Linked DNA regions of Mus musculus: all the other regions are linked to region 3. Evidence: chromatin contacts called from public promoter capture Hi-C data. All regions are on one chromosome and are shown on one strand. The core of a region is the stretch at or near the end of the contact, and the rest is flanking DNA. Distances in the headings are between cores, read along the strand shown.

Region 1 (4,391 bases), core at 1,182-3,681, 360 kb after region 3:
CCAAATCCTTGTATTATTTCCTAGAGAAAGCACACATTCCCATGAACAGAGAAGCCCTTCTGCCTGCCTTCTGCCTCTGTCTTGACAGCTGCAAGAATATGTTGCCAAAATAGCAACATGTTTCAAGACAAGAAGAGGGGATAGGCAGATTTCCCAACAATGAAGATATCCATCAGACTACAAAGTGATGATAGTTCATGTATGCACTGGAGCAGGTAAGGAACTGAGTTGTCCCTGGTAATACCAAGATAGATAGATAGATAGATAGATAGATAGATAGATAGATAGATAGATAGATAGATAATATATATCAAATATATATACGTACATATACATATACACATTTATATACCTGGTAGCCAGCTGGATTATTGTGTCTAATACAAGCTGGGATGTGTTATACATTTTCACATAGGTGCTACATTTCAGATTTAATACAAATAATATAAAATATATCAAAATATATTTATTGAACTCAATAATTTGTATTATAATATTAATCACATGGTTTATTTCACCTTTAACATTGATACAGGAAAATTTTATATTACATGTGATGCCTGCTGTGTTTTGTATTGAACAGCATCACTGTGGAAACTAACGTAGGGTCCCTGTTCTTGTCTGCGTTATCATTGTGATAAAACAGTCAGATAAAAAGCAATGTAAGGGAGGATAGAGATGACTTCAGCTTATACTTCCAGGTCACAGGTCATCATTGAGAGAAGACAGGAGGGCAGGAACTGAAGCAGAAATCAGGGAGGAATGTTGCTTATGGATCAGTCCTTGGCTCATGTAAAGTCCTCAGGGATGCCCAGGGTCCTCCTACAACAATCAAGTTTGTCTTTCCTGGATCTGGCCGCAGAGCCACAGGGCAATTAGATCTGAGCAATTCTTCATTGAAGTTTCCTCTCCCCAGATCATTCTAGATTAGATCAGTTTGACAATAAAAGCTGACTAGCACAGACCCCCAACCTGCTACCCTGTGAAATAAACAGAGCTGATGATATTTCGTGTGTACCCTATAATTTTCTTACACTTTAATCCAGGGTACCCACTTTGAAAAATCAGGAGTGTTTCCTTAAATGTGCTTTTCTTTTTTTTTTTTTTTTAATTTATTCTTTTTGCTCTCCTTTGAAATCCAGGCGATAGAGGATCGCTCCAGATGGTTTGTGGCCTTTTCCCATTTTCTGGAGCATAAGACAATGTGCTATAAGGACTTGGTTACACAGTAGGCTCATCATGTCAGCAGACTCCATAGCTCTCTCTTGCCAGTCTTCGTAGTTCTTAAAGTTCTGTTGTATGGGCTTTGTTACCTGTCTAAGCAAGGCCAATGAATCTGTCAATCTTTCCTTCAGAACAGTATCTGACCATCACCTTGTTATGGAGCAGACTGTGCCTTGTTTTGGTGAGTGTATCACTGATACCATATTCCATGGGCCATTTCCTTTTCAGGTTATGTGCAGGAGAAATCTACAGTTGCCAACAGAGCAATCACCCAACTGTTGTCAGGTTAAATAGAGAGATGGAGGAGTTCGATGAGGATTTCCAACTTGTTGAAAGAGAGGGTTATATTCCAGCCTGTGAAGGTCCCACATCCTGAGGTCATTAGGGATGCACGTGTGTAGTAGGAAAGAATTCAAAACAACTTGGTTTGTTGATTCTTCTTAAGAAGGAAGCAGATGGCAGCCAGCCAAGCCTCAGAATTAAAAGTCACAGGAAGCTACAAATCAGTGCAAACAAGGAAACCTTCCAAAGCCTGAAATCGGAGAAGCCCTCCCCCACCACCCCCGACTTTGATGATCAGCTTATAATATGATCATCAGGAGCAGCCTAGTACTTCCGAGCATCAGCATTTGGGACATCTAGTAGTTGCTCGTACTGGCCTGAGTAAGCCTTTTATTTACCAACTCCATCCTCTACCCAGCATCCCAATTTCCCCTTTATGCGCATTTGGGCATTTAGAAAGCTGACCATTCAGAAAGCACACAGTTGGGCATTGTTTTCAAGCTCACTGCTGCTCCTGACAGAATTATTGAGGAAGCATTATGCAAATCTATTGTTTACAAAGGCCATAAAACCATCTGGCCCAAGAGGTTCACTTTCTGTAGCTGACTTCTGGACACCAGCATGGGTTTAACTTCCTCTGTCCTTCCTATTCTGGCTGCCAAGCCACTGTTGACAAAACACAGGTGATTTGTTTCTCATTTCTGACCAGGCTTCCAGTCCTGCCTCTGCTTATTTAACTTTGTTCTAGTTTCTGTATATCACTCTCTCCGCCTCTCTTACCTGGGGCAGTTTCCACACTTTCCCTGAGGTTTCCTTTGGAGACCTTCTGTGGATTTCCAGACAGAGTCGAACATTTATAACTACATCTCAGAGACACAAAGCACATTTGTAGAAAGTCATAAAAACGACCTTGGTAATAAACCCCAGGGTGTGGCTGTTACACACAGATGGCAGCTTCTAAGCGCTCACAATTCATGGGCTGCCCAACGGTGATCCACAGTTTCAACTGCAGACCTTGGGAAGTAAGATTTTGTTGCTACTGAGTAAGTCTAATAAATGGATTTCATTTCAACATCACTGTATAAAATTATATCTGTTTGCCTTTTCCATGAGAATATTGGACTTTTAAATGTGTATCGCTGTTCTATAGCATCACAATTCATCAAAACTGTAGCTGTTTCTGCACATGCTCAGACATTAGAATATACTTCAGAAAAGTCACAACATGGAAGTTGCTCTTTCATAGGTACCAATTTCCCAAAGAGAGGGTAGCTGTCAATTTAAAGGAGCTAAGGCTCCCGTTTAATCTTCTGTGTATGTAAACATGAGCAAGAAGCCAAAACTTATCTTGATCCAGTGATGTCCACAAGGGACACCTGTTTCAGTATTTATTTTTGTATAACATACAAGACCCGAGAGCTTTTAAGACTACAGCCGGGCGGTGGTGGCGCATTCCTTTAATCCCAGCACTTGGGAGGCAGAGGCAGGTGGATTTCTGAGTTTGAGGCCAGCCTGGTCTACAGAGTGAGTTTCAGGACAGCCAGGGCTATACAGAGAAACCCTGCCTGAAGAAAAAAAACAAAAAAACAAAAAACAAAAAACAAACAAACAAAACAAAACAAAACAAAAGACTACTGTGAGCAAGGCTAAATTCATTGTTCTGTTAGAACAGGTTAGACCTTGGCATGACTGATCTTTGTAAGTTATAGTCTAACAGACAAGAATTTTGAGGGTTCCGTTGAGATAACAAAGGATGGATCATTTCTAACAAAACAAGCAACTGTTGTTTGATTGTTATTCTTACAGCTTGCTCATATTTATCCAGTTTAGCTAAGTAAACGTAGTTATTTGAATCCCTAACACCTACTGTTCTCATAAACAGGATACCCTATGTTCTGTATTAAGCTTATCCTGCGAATTGCTCACGGAAAAAAAAAAGTGAGGATATGAGATCAATTTTAAAAATGTGAATTTTTTTTTAGTGCCAGAAGCCTAGGCACTGCCATTAGCTATAAAAAGAACTGGTGGGAGGAGGATGTGGTTCCTGCCGAAGATACACAGCACTCTCTGGCAGCCACATCCTGCCATCCTATGGCTGGTTCAACCCAAGTACCACATGATAGTTTTCTTAAATGATAAGCTATTACGTGTTGTTGTAAAGTGAGACCATTAAAAGAGAGTAGTGTCTTTGAAGGCTAATAGGTATCTACAGTTGTAGCAAAGATAGGGATTGGAGCTTTGCAAGTATCATACAGAAATGAGAGAAAGTCTTAAGGTCTCTTATGAAATATAAAAAATAAACCATCATAGAAATAAATGGGGAAATATGCAAAAGCACAAAAAAGTTCCTCACATTTAATTCCTCTGACACATTGCACATAGCATTTGCTCCACTAGACTATACTCGTATGTGTATTTATATTTATTAGTTCTGATATGGATCTTTAATGCCCCTACAAATTCATGGTCTGAGTACTTGTTCCACAAACAGTGGAAAAAAGAGCTAGTAGGGCTGTTTCTACAGCCTATAGGACCTTTGCAACCCTGGTCCTGGCTGCCACATGTCATTAGGGGTACATGGTTGGAGGTTGTTGTTTATTGTTGTTGTTGTTTGTTCTTTTAACCTACCTCCGTTTGGGTCCTGTTCTCTGATTCCTGATCTTTTGGCATGCAAGCAACCAACACCTCATGGTCACTCTGCCACAGACTGAGCTGCTCCACTGTGCCCCCCCAATTATGATGGACTACCTCTGATACCATGTGCCGAAATCAACCTCTCTTCCTTTGAGTTGCTTCTGACTGATACTTTGTCCTAATGATCATAACACTTTAGAAATTATGTTGATTTTACAAATAAATTGATGTGTTTTTACAAAATTGAAGTC
Region 2 (5,050 bases), core at 63-2,562, 370 kb before region 3:
ATTAACTTCTTCCTCCTCTTCAGCTTGTGTCCAGTGGTGTCTCCTTAGACTCCCATCTGCATTCATAATTTCGGGGAGTGATATTCTTCCGACCCTCATTCAGATTACTCTACATTTTGTCTGATTTCATTTGCATTCATCTATCAAATAACGGGCATTAAGTAGAGGGGTCAAGGACACCAGGAGAACACAGCCCACTGACTTAGCTAAGCAGGGCTCATAAGGGCTCACAGAGACCGAAGCTACAAGCACGGGGCCTGCAGGGTCCTCTGCACATGTTACAGTTGTGTAGCTTGGTATTTTTTTTCGGGGGGGGGGGACTCCTAACAGTGGGAGCAGGTATGTCTCTGTCTATTTTGCCAGGTCTTGGGACTCTTTTTCTCCTATTAGGTTGCCTTGGCCAATCTTGATATGAAGGCTTTTGCCTTGTCTTATTGTATCTTGTTTAGTTATGCTTTGGTGGTTGTCTCTTGGATGTCTGCTCCTTTCTTAAGGAAAAGGGAGGGGGAGTTACCTTGGGAGAGAGCGGAGCTCGAGGTTGACTAGGAGAAGAGGGGAGGGAGATTCTGGCTAGGATGTATTATAGGAAAGAAGAATCTGTTTTCAATTAAAAAAATTAAATAAAAGATTTGTGGGAAACAAAAGAGTCTTGCTGAAGCCCAGAGTGTCAATCTGCTCAGTACCCCGACCCCCACCCTGAACGCAGCTGTAGATCCTGGGCTCACAGTCTTTTAAAACTAGGCCTTAGCCTTATCGTGGCTGAGGATTGCAAAGTCATCTTGAAGAATAAAAGCAGACAAGGAACCAAGCAAGCAAGTGATAGCAGCAGGTTTGCAACTGTAGCACTAAGCAAAAGTTTAAAAATGAAGATCAGGAGAGGAAAATCCACTAGTGTGGTTAGCTTTTTCAGTGGTCTCTCCTTAGTGATTTACTCTGGGTGAATTATGAAAGAACGGCAATTGTTTGCCTCCTGGGTGACTTTGGTTTGTTGCAAAGCGATTAACAATGTATGGCCCCTAACTTTCTCAACGGTCTAATTTGAGACCTGAGCACACAGAGCTCGAAGGAAGTATAATGAACAAGGCCAGTGAGGCCTGTGTGTGCAGGCAAGAGGGTCATGCTGGATTTATCAGTGCCATTTGTTTTGTAGAATCAAAGGTGTTTGCAGAGTCACCTTGCATGTAGGTTTCCGAGGCTCGATCTTGCATATTTTTCCCTAAATCATCACAAGAAATAAGGAAATCATAAGCATAAGAGTGGTGAGGTAAGCCAAGTGGGGAAGTGAAGCAATTGCTGGAATTCAACTCTGTCCTATTAAGTGTAACTGGGCAACGTGTTTACCACACCCAGCTCACTTTCTCTGTGGCTTTCCCCATGGCGCCCTTTGTTTCAGGTGAGCAGTCACTGCTTCCTGACTCAAGGTCCACTTTCACCGAAGCTCATTAACATTCATTTGTCACGCACTTAAAATACAGGTATGAAATAAGAAGACCTAGTCTAAAGAGAAGATGGCATTCTCTCTGTGCAAGTGTTGAGAAGAGTTTTGGGGCTAAGAGTTCAGGAAGAATTCTCAATAGGAAGTGCTTTTAGGGTTCACCACAGAGGAGACTCCCCTCCCTCCTTAGCCATCAGTCAGTGACCACTGTGCCAAAGGGGACACCCAGCTTTGTTTTCACCTCCAGGTAAATTCACTAACTTTTCCACTTTAATTTCTTTCACTCTACAGAAATTATAATAGTTTTTCTTACCTCAGATTTATTTTTTTGAGGTAAATTAAATATATAAGGTGCTTAAAGCAGGGCCTGGGACCTACTCAAGCCATTTGACTTTGTGGTCACTACTTCATAACAACAACAGCAAGGATGAAGATGGTGACTACAAATGACTCTCTCCTTGTAGAGCAGATGCTCTCAATCTGTGGGTCATGACCCCTTGAGGGGGGCAGATGACCCTTTCACAAGGGTCACCTAAGACTATTGCACAACACATATATTTACATCATAATTCATAACAGTAGCAAAATTAGGGTTATGAACCAGCCACAAAATAATTTTATGGTTGGGAACATGAGGAACTGTATATATTTTTTCTTTTTTTATTAGATGTTTTCTTTATTTATATTTCAAATGTTAACCCCTTTCCTGGTTTCCCCTCCGGAAACCCTCATCTCCTCCCTGCTCCCCCTGCTCACCAACCTACCCACTCCCTCTTCCTGGCCCTGGCATTCCCCTACACTGGCATAGAGACTTCACAGGACCAAGGGCTCCTACTCACCATTGATGACTGACAAGGCCATCCTCTGCTACATATGCAGCTGGAGCCATGGGTCCCTCCATGTGGACTCGTTGGTTGGTGGTTTAGTCCCTGGGAGCTCTGGGGGTACTGGTTAGTTCATATTGTTGTTCCTACTATGGGGCTGCAAACCTATTCAGAAACTTGGGTCCTTCCTTTCTCTAGTTTCTCCATTTGGGATGCTGTGCTCAGTCCAATAGTTAGCTGAGAGCATCCACCTCTGTATTTGTCAGGCAATGGCAAAGCCCCTCAGGAGACAGCTATATCAGGCTTCTGTCAGCCAGCACTTGTTGGCATCCATAATAGTGTCTGGGTTTGGTGACTGACTGTATATGGAATGGATCCCCCGGAGGGGCAATCCCTGGATGGCCTTTCTTTCAGTCTCTGCTCCACACTTTGAACTCCTCCCATGGGTATTTTGTTCCCCCTTCTTTGTTTTTTTCCCCCCCCACATTTTTATTAGATATTTTCTTCATTTACATTTCAAATGCTATCCCAAAATTCCCCTATACCCTACCCCGCCCTGCTCCCCTACCCACTCATTCCCACTTCTTAGCCCCGGCTTTCCCCTGTACTGGGGCATATAAAGTTTGCTAGACCAAGGGGCCTCTCTTCCCAATGATGGCCAACTAGGCCATCTTCTGCTACATATGCAGCTAGAGACTCTGCATATAACCTTCATATAGAGCTCTGAGGGTTACTGATTAATTCATAGTGTTGTTCCACCTATAGGGTTGCAGACCCCTTCAGCTCTTGGATACTTTCTCTAGCACATATATTGGGGGCCCTGTGTTCCATCCTATAAATGACTGTGAGCATCACTTCTGTATTTGCCAGGCACTGGCAAAGCCTCACAGGAGACAGCTATATCAGGGTCCCTAAAGCAAAATCTTGCTGGTGTGTGCAATAGTGTCTGCATTTGGTGGCTGATTATGGGATGGACCCCCGGGTGGGGCAGTCTCTGGATGGTCCATCCTTTCGTCTTAGCTCTAAACTTTGTCTCTGCAACTCCTTCCATGGATATTTTATTCCGTATTCTAGGGAGGAATGAAGTATCCACACGTTGGTCTTCCTTCTTGATTTTCTTGTGTCTTGGAAATTGTATCTTGGGTATTCTAGTTTCTGGGCTAATATCCACTTATCAGTGAGAGCATATCAAGTGACTTCTTTTGTGATTGGGTTACCTAACTCAGGATAATATCCTCCAGATACATCCATTTGCCCAAGAATTTCATAAATTCATTGTTTTTAATAGGTGAGTAGTACTCCATTGTGTAAATGTACCACATATTCTGTATCTATTCCTCTGTTTAGGGACACCCGGGTTCTTTCCAGCTTCTGGATATTATAAATAGGGCTGTTATGAACTTGTTCCCCCTTCTAAGGAGGACCAAAGTATCCACACTTTGGTCTTCCTTCTTCTTGAGCTTCATGTGGTCTGTGAATTGTATCTTGGGTAGTCCGAGCTTCTGGGCTAATATCCACTTGTCAGTGAATGCATATCATGTGTGTTCTTTTGTGATTGGGTTGCCTCACTCAGAATATCTTCTAGTTCGATCCATTTGTCTAAGAATTTCATTAATTAATTGTTTTTAATAGCTGAGCAGTACTCCTTTGTACCACATTTTCTGTATCCATTCCTCTGTTGAGGGACATCTGGGTTATTTCCAGCTTCTCGAAATTCTAAATAAGGCTGCTATGAACATAGAGGAGCATGTGTCCTTATTACATGTTAGAGCATCTTCTGGCTATATGCCCAGGAGTGGTATAGCTGGGTCCTCAGGTAGTACTATGTCCAATTTTCTGAGGAACCTCCAGACTGATTTCCAGAGTGGTTGTACAAGCTTGCAATCCCACCAGCAATGGAGGAGTGTTCCTCTTTCTCCATATCCTTGCCAGCATCTGCTATCACCATAGTTTTTGATCTTAGCCCTTCTAACTGGTGTGAGGTGGAATCTCAGGGTTGTTTTGATTTGCATTTTTTTGATGACTAAGGATGTTGAATATTTCTTTAGGTGCTTCTCAGCCATTTGGTATTCCTTAATTGAGAATCTTTTCTTAAGCTCTGTATCCCATTTTTAACAGGGCTATTTGGTCCTCTGGAGTCTAACATCTTGTGTTCTTTGTATATTGGATATTAGCTCTCTATTGGATGTAGGGTTGGCAAAGATCTTTTCCCTATCTGTTGGTTGCCCTTATAATTCAACACCGTTCATGATATAAAAGTCTTGGAAAGATCAGGAATTCAAGGTCCATACCTAAACATAGTAAAAGCAATATACAGCAAACCAGTAGCCAACATCAAACTAAATGTAGAGAAACTTGAAGCAATTCCATTAAAATCAAGGACTAGACAAGGCTGCCCTCTCTCTCCCTACCTATTCAATATAGTACTCAAAGTCCTAAACATAGCAATTAGACAATAAAAGGAGGTGAAAGGGATAGAAATTGGGAAGGAAGAAATCAAAATATCACTATTTGCAGATGATATGATAGTATACTTAAGTGACTCCAAAAATTCTACCAGAGAACTTCTAAACTTGATAAACAACTTCAGCAAGGTAGCTGGATATAAAATTAATTCAAACAAATCAGTGGCCTTCTTCTACTCAAAGGATAAAAAGGCTGAGAAAGAAATTAGGGAAACGACACCCTTCACAATCATCACAAATATTATTAAACACCTTGGTATGACTCTAACTAAGCAAGTGAAAGATCTATATGACAAGAACTTCAAGTCCTTGAAGAAAGAAATCCA
Region 3 (4,480 bases), core at 311-2,810:
AGAAAGAATTAGAAGGTAGGGTTAGTAATATGCGAAGGATCTTCCACACAGATAAAACAAGATGAAGAAAAGAAGCTTGCTTTCAACTGCTGTGCTTCTGCAGAGGTGAGAGAGACATCCTTACTACATCTTTGTTGGGGACTCACAGAAATAGCAGGAGAGGTAAGAGAGTTTCTGAAAGCTTTATGTAAGATGTGCGAAAGATGTTAATGGAATCACCACTAAAGAGCGACATGTCTCACAAAGTAAGTGAACACAGGACAACTGTGCCAACTTCACAGAAGCCTCAGACAGGAGCATGAGTGCTTGATGCCACCATTAGACAGAAGTGATGGTGACTCATTTGTTGTAGGTGTACACCAGGAGACAGGATTTAACTTTAGTAGGATTCCTGCTTTGGATAAGATAAGCTACTGTCATGAGTGTGCCTTGTGCATTATGTAATACATTGCATCTTCTGGTTTCTGTCAACTAGATGTCAGTAGCAATCGTGATAATCCGAGATGCTTGCAGTATTGCTCAGCTTCTTCCCCTAGAAAAGAAAGGTAAAACTCTTTCCCAGTCGAGAACCACTATAGCATCACATCTTTGAAGCCATGGACAGCGTGCACAAGAGTTGCTGGTCTAGATACCATCAATGAACTCATGTGGATTTCACCAGAAAGGTGAAAGTGGATGTGTTATTAGAACAAAGGCTACTTTTGGCAGACCTAAGTAACACCATATTCCTTATATCTGTTACTTCACAATACAAAATCCAGGGTAATATGCTATAAAGTCGAAGGTCCTGAGCAGGAAACACGTGAAAATGCTCTATGCTAAAATAGAACGAAGTATACAGTCCTGTAGAAACTTAAAGAAAGGTTCTATCTACCAACCAAAGAGCATACATGGGCTGGCCAGAGACTCCCAGCACATATGTAGCAGAGGCCTGTCTTGTCTGGCCTCAGTAGGAGAGGGTGAACCTAATCCTGTAGAGACTTGATACCCCAGACTGGGGGGGGTATGGGGGATTCTCTCTCAGAGGTGAAGGGGAGGGAGGATGGGGGAAGAACTCTGTGAGGGGGGAACAGGATGGAAGCAACATTTGGAATGTAAAAAAATAAAATAATTAATAAAAATATAATAATTAATTCTTTAAAAAAGTCTCTAACAAGAAGCCAGTTTAATTTTACACAGAACTCATCTACTTATTTGTTTCTCAAAGACCTGGGGAATAATTCTTTTAAGTAGAACAATGGATCAATATTAAAGAGCAAAATCAGATTTTCCTCCTGATTTTGAAGCAGAACAAGATTGTCAAGGCTTATGGAATTGATAATCTGCGGAAAGAAAGGTGTTGGGAAAGGTTACAGCAGAAGGATCAATGCTCCCCAGCTCCTGGGATCACAGGCAGTGGGGAGCTGGCAGTTTACAAAAGCCATCTCTATAGACCAAGAGCGGACAGTGAGCTGAAATGCTGTAAGAGACAAGTCCACAGACCCAGTTTCTGTATAGCTACGAGGCAGGGGTGGTGCTGGGGAATGGGGTGGGGAGGAGGAAGAGCAAATGACTAATTCTCTGAATAGGGAAGGAAGTCTGTGCCCTTATCAAACACATGGTCATGTCAGCATGTTAGAAATATAGACCTATGGGTTTCAACAGCGCTAGGTATGAACGAGGCTCACTTCCACTTGCCTAGAAACTGTCAGGGATATCATTGATAGACTATGGAAGTTTTAGGATCCCAGAAACATCTCTATAGTCCCTTTGTTAGGAAAAGCATTGGTCTCTGTTCTCTGCCCACCCACTATCTAGAAGGCTTCTCAGAAATGAGGTTCAAAGGTTGTCATTTCAGATCATTGGCATATACTGAACATTCTCCAGGGAAACCAGAAACACAATTTTCACTCAGCTGGAACCAAATGATCTTTTCTGTGGTGCTTCAAATTGTACTAAGATCTACTTACTGAAAGCCCAAGATTTCTTGCGATAACTATTTTTGGTCCAAAGGCTGAGATTATTTTGAAAATTTGGAGCATAATTCTGGGTTTAAAAATGCCTTATATGATTGCTTGACTTCTAGGGCTTTTAAAAAGGTAGAGTTCTCAAGACAGATCTGATATTGAAATAGCTTAACTTTATCAGCTCTGAAAGAATTCTATCCACATCCATAAATATAAGAAAAGCCCAAGATGATCTATTGAAAGGACCCCTGGCAAATCAGCTGCATAAGGAATGTCTGCTTGAGGACACCTGAAGCCTGCTATTGAACTTCAATTTTTGTGTGACTAATATGGGGAGGGTTTTATAATACTCAAATTATACTGCTGCAGATATTTTTTAAATCAGCTATTTAGACACATTGCATAACTTCTGGGGAACTATTTTTACTCTGAGTGTCATTTTATTTCCTACTTTGATTTCATCTATTTGAAACTAGATCACATTGCTTTTATTACTTTCCCTGTTTCTTCCATAGTTTCTTGACTCCATAGGAGCGACCAACTTTGGTTATTCAGCCCCTTTCTCCCCAGTGTAAGCTACCCATTCTGTTACCCTTGTGGTAACTTATCTTTGCCTATGCATCTGTGTCTAGTATTGGGAAAGTGGACAGTTCAGATTCCCAGCATGTCTATGGTAGTATCCAAGTGGTTCTATTTCCTCAAGACCTGACAGGAAAGTGACTTAGAGGGACAATTCTATCAGAACAGCATGCTGGGTGAAAGTGAGAAATTTAAACTTCAGCAACACTAAAGAATGGTCACCTTTGATGGCCATAGAGTTGACAGGTGGCATCGCAGACCTCCTGATGTCAGGTCATGTAAATCCACCAGCCTCTTCTAGATGGATCTTTTCAAGAATCTCCCATAAGGCTCTTTTATACTGTGGTCCTTTACATCCAAGGACACCATAGGTATTGATATCCAACACTGATGTTCAAACGTTTCCAGTGGTTTATTTTAGTTGGTCAATCCAAAAAAGGCACAGGGGAAGAAAGATCAAGAATGCTTTTACATTGTTACTTTCTCTAAGTCCTCCCTCTAATTATATTCTTATTCCTGAGAGATTAATTCTTCTACCTTGTACAATGTCACCATTCAATAACACATTTACAATTTTTAAATGGTGATCAAGAAAAAAAGTGATTTTAAGTTCCATTCAGCAGTGAATATCCCTTTAGGAAGATAAAATATTTAATCTGCTTATTGTGAAATTAAGTTATTAAAAGAAGCTTAATATGTATGTATCTTTCTAAAGTGTCAAGCCGTGTTTTATGAAAGGCAAGCATCTGTTTTAAATGCCTACTAGGGGCCTGATAGTATTGTAGGTTCTGAGGACACAGTTGTGAAAAAGAGCAAACTAAAATCACATCACAGTAAACTATGGTGTCTATGAAAACAACAGGGCCCTTAAAGAAAGGCCAGCAGCACTGACCTCACATGGAATTTCCCCAGGAAGCACTAGTACCCGAGGCACAGATGGTCTCAGAGATGCTAGGACGTCAGTTCCCTTCTGTCCACTTGTGTCCTCAGGATACTTGGCTCTTGAGTCTGTTGGAATGCTGACCTCAAGGTAGTCTTCAGGACCTGGAGAAAAATTGCATGAATACAATTAATTATCATTCCATCCACTACTAAAAGGCCAATTTCATCAGTACAGGAAATGAATCTTGGATAGTTGAAATAATAATCTTTATCATTAAAATAATAGTTCTTGATTAAATACTATTATAATACTTATGTCTCAGCCATACTAGTTATATGATTATATGTTCATCAGCTTGTCAAATGTTCACAAAACTTCCAAATATCACAGTTTTCTGTTGCTATTAATAAACTAGTAGAATATTAGAAAATTCATTTTGCATGACAACTATGAAGAAAAAGTTCCATTAGAACATTTAAACCAAAGTACTAACTTGTATGTACATATTCTAATTTTTAAGTACTAATTATAAGCCAGCAATGGCTATTACACCCACAATGCCAGAATTTGCAAGAGGGAAAACTCAAGTTCAGTTCCAACCCCAGATCTGGCAGCTCACAACTGCCTGTAACTCTAGCTCCAGGGGATCTTACAATTTCTTCTGGCCTCCTTAGACACTCACACATATCTGCATATACTTACATACATACATATGCACACACATAAATAAAAATAATGAAATATGAGTATTCATCAAAATATTTAAGTATTTAATGAAAATAAGTGATTAAATTCAAGTGAGTTCTTTATGGCAATTCTAGGAATAATGAAATATATTACTTTGTATTTCAGAGCCTAAAGAGGGGTAGAGTGACTGGTGTTTGTCTTGTTTAACATGTAGCAGCAGCAGTGAGTCTCAATTATCCAAATATTGTTCTCAGTTGAAAGAAAGAAATAAAAACATGATGAATAATAAACCTATGTAGAAAAAACTATTCAGTGTCTCAAAACCCAAAGTGTGTTTATTCAGACCATATGGCTTAAATTAGGATTTTCAGAATAAGCTCACATC

The links. Capture Hi-C pulls out chosen DNA fragments and counts their contacts.
Region 1: a contact with region 3 is called in a promoter capture Hi-C map of adipose tissue. The contact joins two enhancer-like sites. A contact is called at or near these places in 1 of 484 Hi-C or Micro-C datasets (cerebral cortex) and 1 of 9 other capture datasets (adipose tissue).
Region 2: a contact with region 3 is called in a promoter capture Hi-C map of adipose tissue. The contact joins two enhancer-like sites. A contact is called at or near these places in 1 of 15 datasets of contacts at CTCF or cohesin (pro-B cells) and 1 of 9 other capture datasets (adipose tissue).

What each region holds. Positions count from the first base shown.
Region 1 is chr3:136,608,315-136,612,705 of GRCm38.p6, forward strand. No RefSeq gene overlaps it. Among named protein-coding and RNA genes, the nearest start is that of Ppp3ca, 60 kb to the right of the region's middle. Within about 2 kb of position 2,432, at least 87 of the 459 cell types and tissues checked have an H3K27ac peak or open chromatin away from gene starts, as enhancers often do. A contact at or near this core is called in adipose tissue, where this site is marked.
Region 2 is chr3:135,876,914-135,881,963 of GRCm38.p6, forward strand. The region is part of intron 6 of Slc39a8 (solute carrier family 39 (metal ion transporter), member 8); the gene reads left to right. Among named protein-coding and RNA genes, the nearest start is that of Gm31243, 22 kb to the right of the region's middle. Within about 2 kb of position 1,313, at least 7 of the 459 cell types and tissues checked have an H3K27ac peak or open chromatin away from gene starts, as enhancers often do. A contact at or near this core is called in adipose tissue, where this site is marked.
Region 3 is chr3:136,251,456-136,255,935 of GRCm38.p6, forward strand. Bank1 (B cell scaffold protein with ankyrin repeats 1) reads right to left here. Exons shown (of 17, transcript NM_001033350.3): 3 at 3,418-3,569. Among named protein-coding and RNA genes, the nearest start is that of Bank1, 72 kb to the right of the region's middle. Within about 2 kb of position 1,561, at least 32 of the 459 cell types and tissues checked have an H3K27ac peak or open chromatin away from gene starts, as enhancers often do. A contact at or near this core is called in adipose tissue, where this site is marked.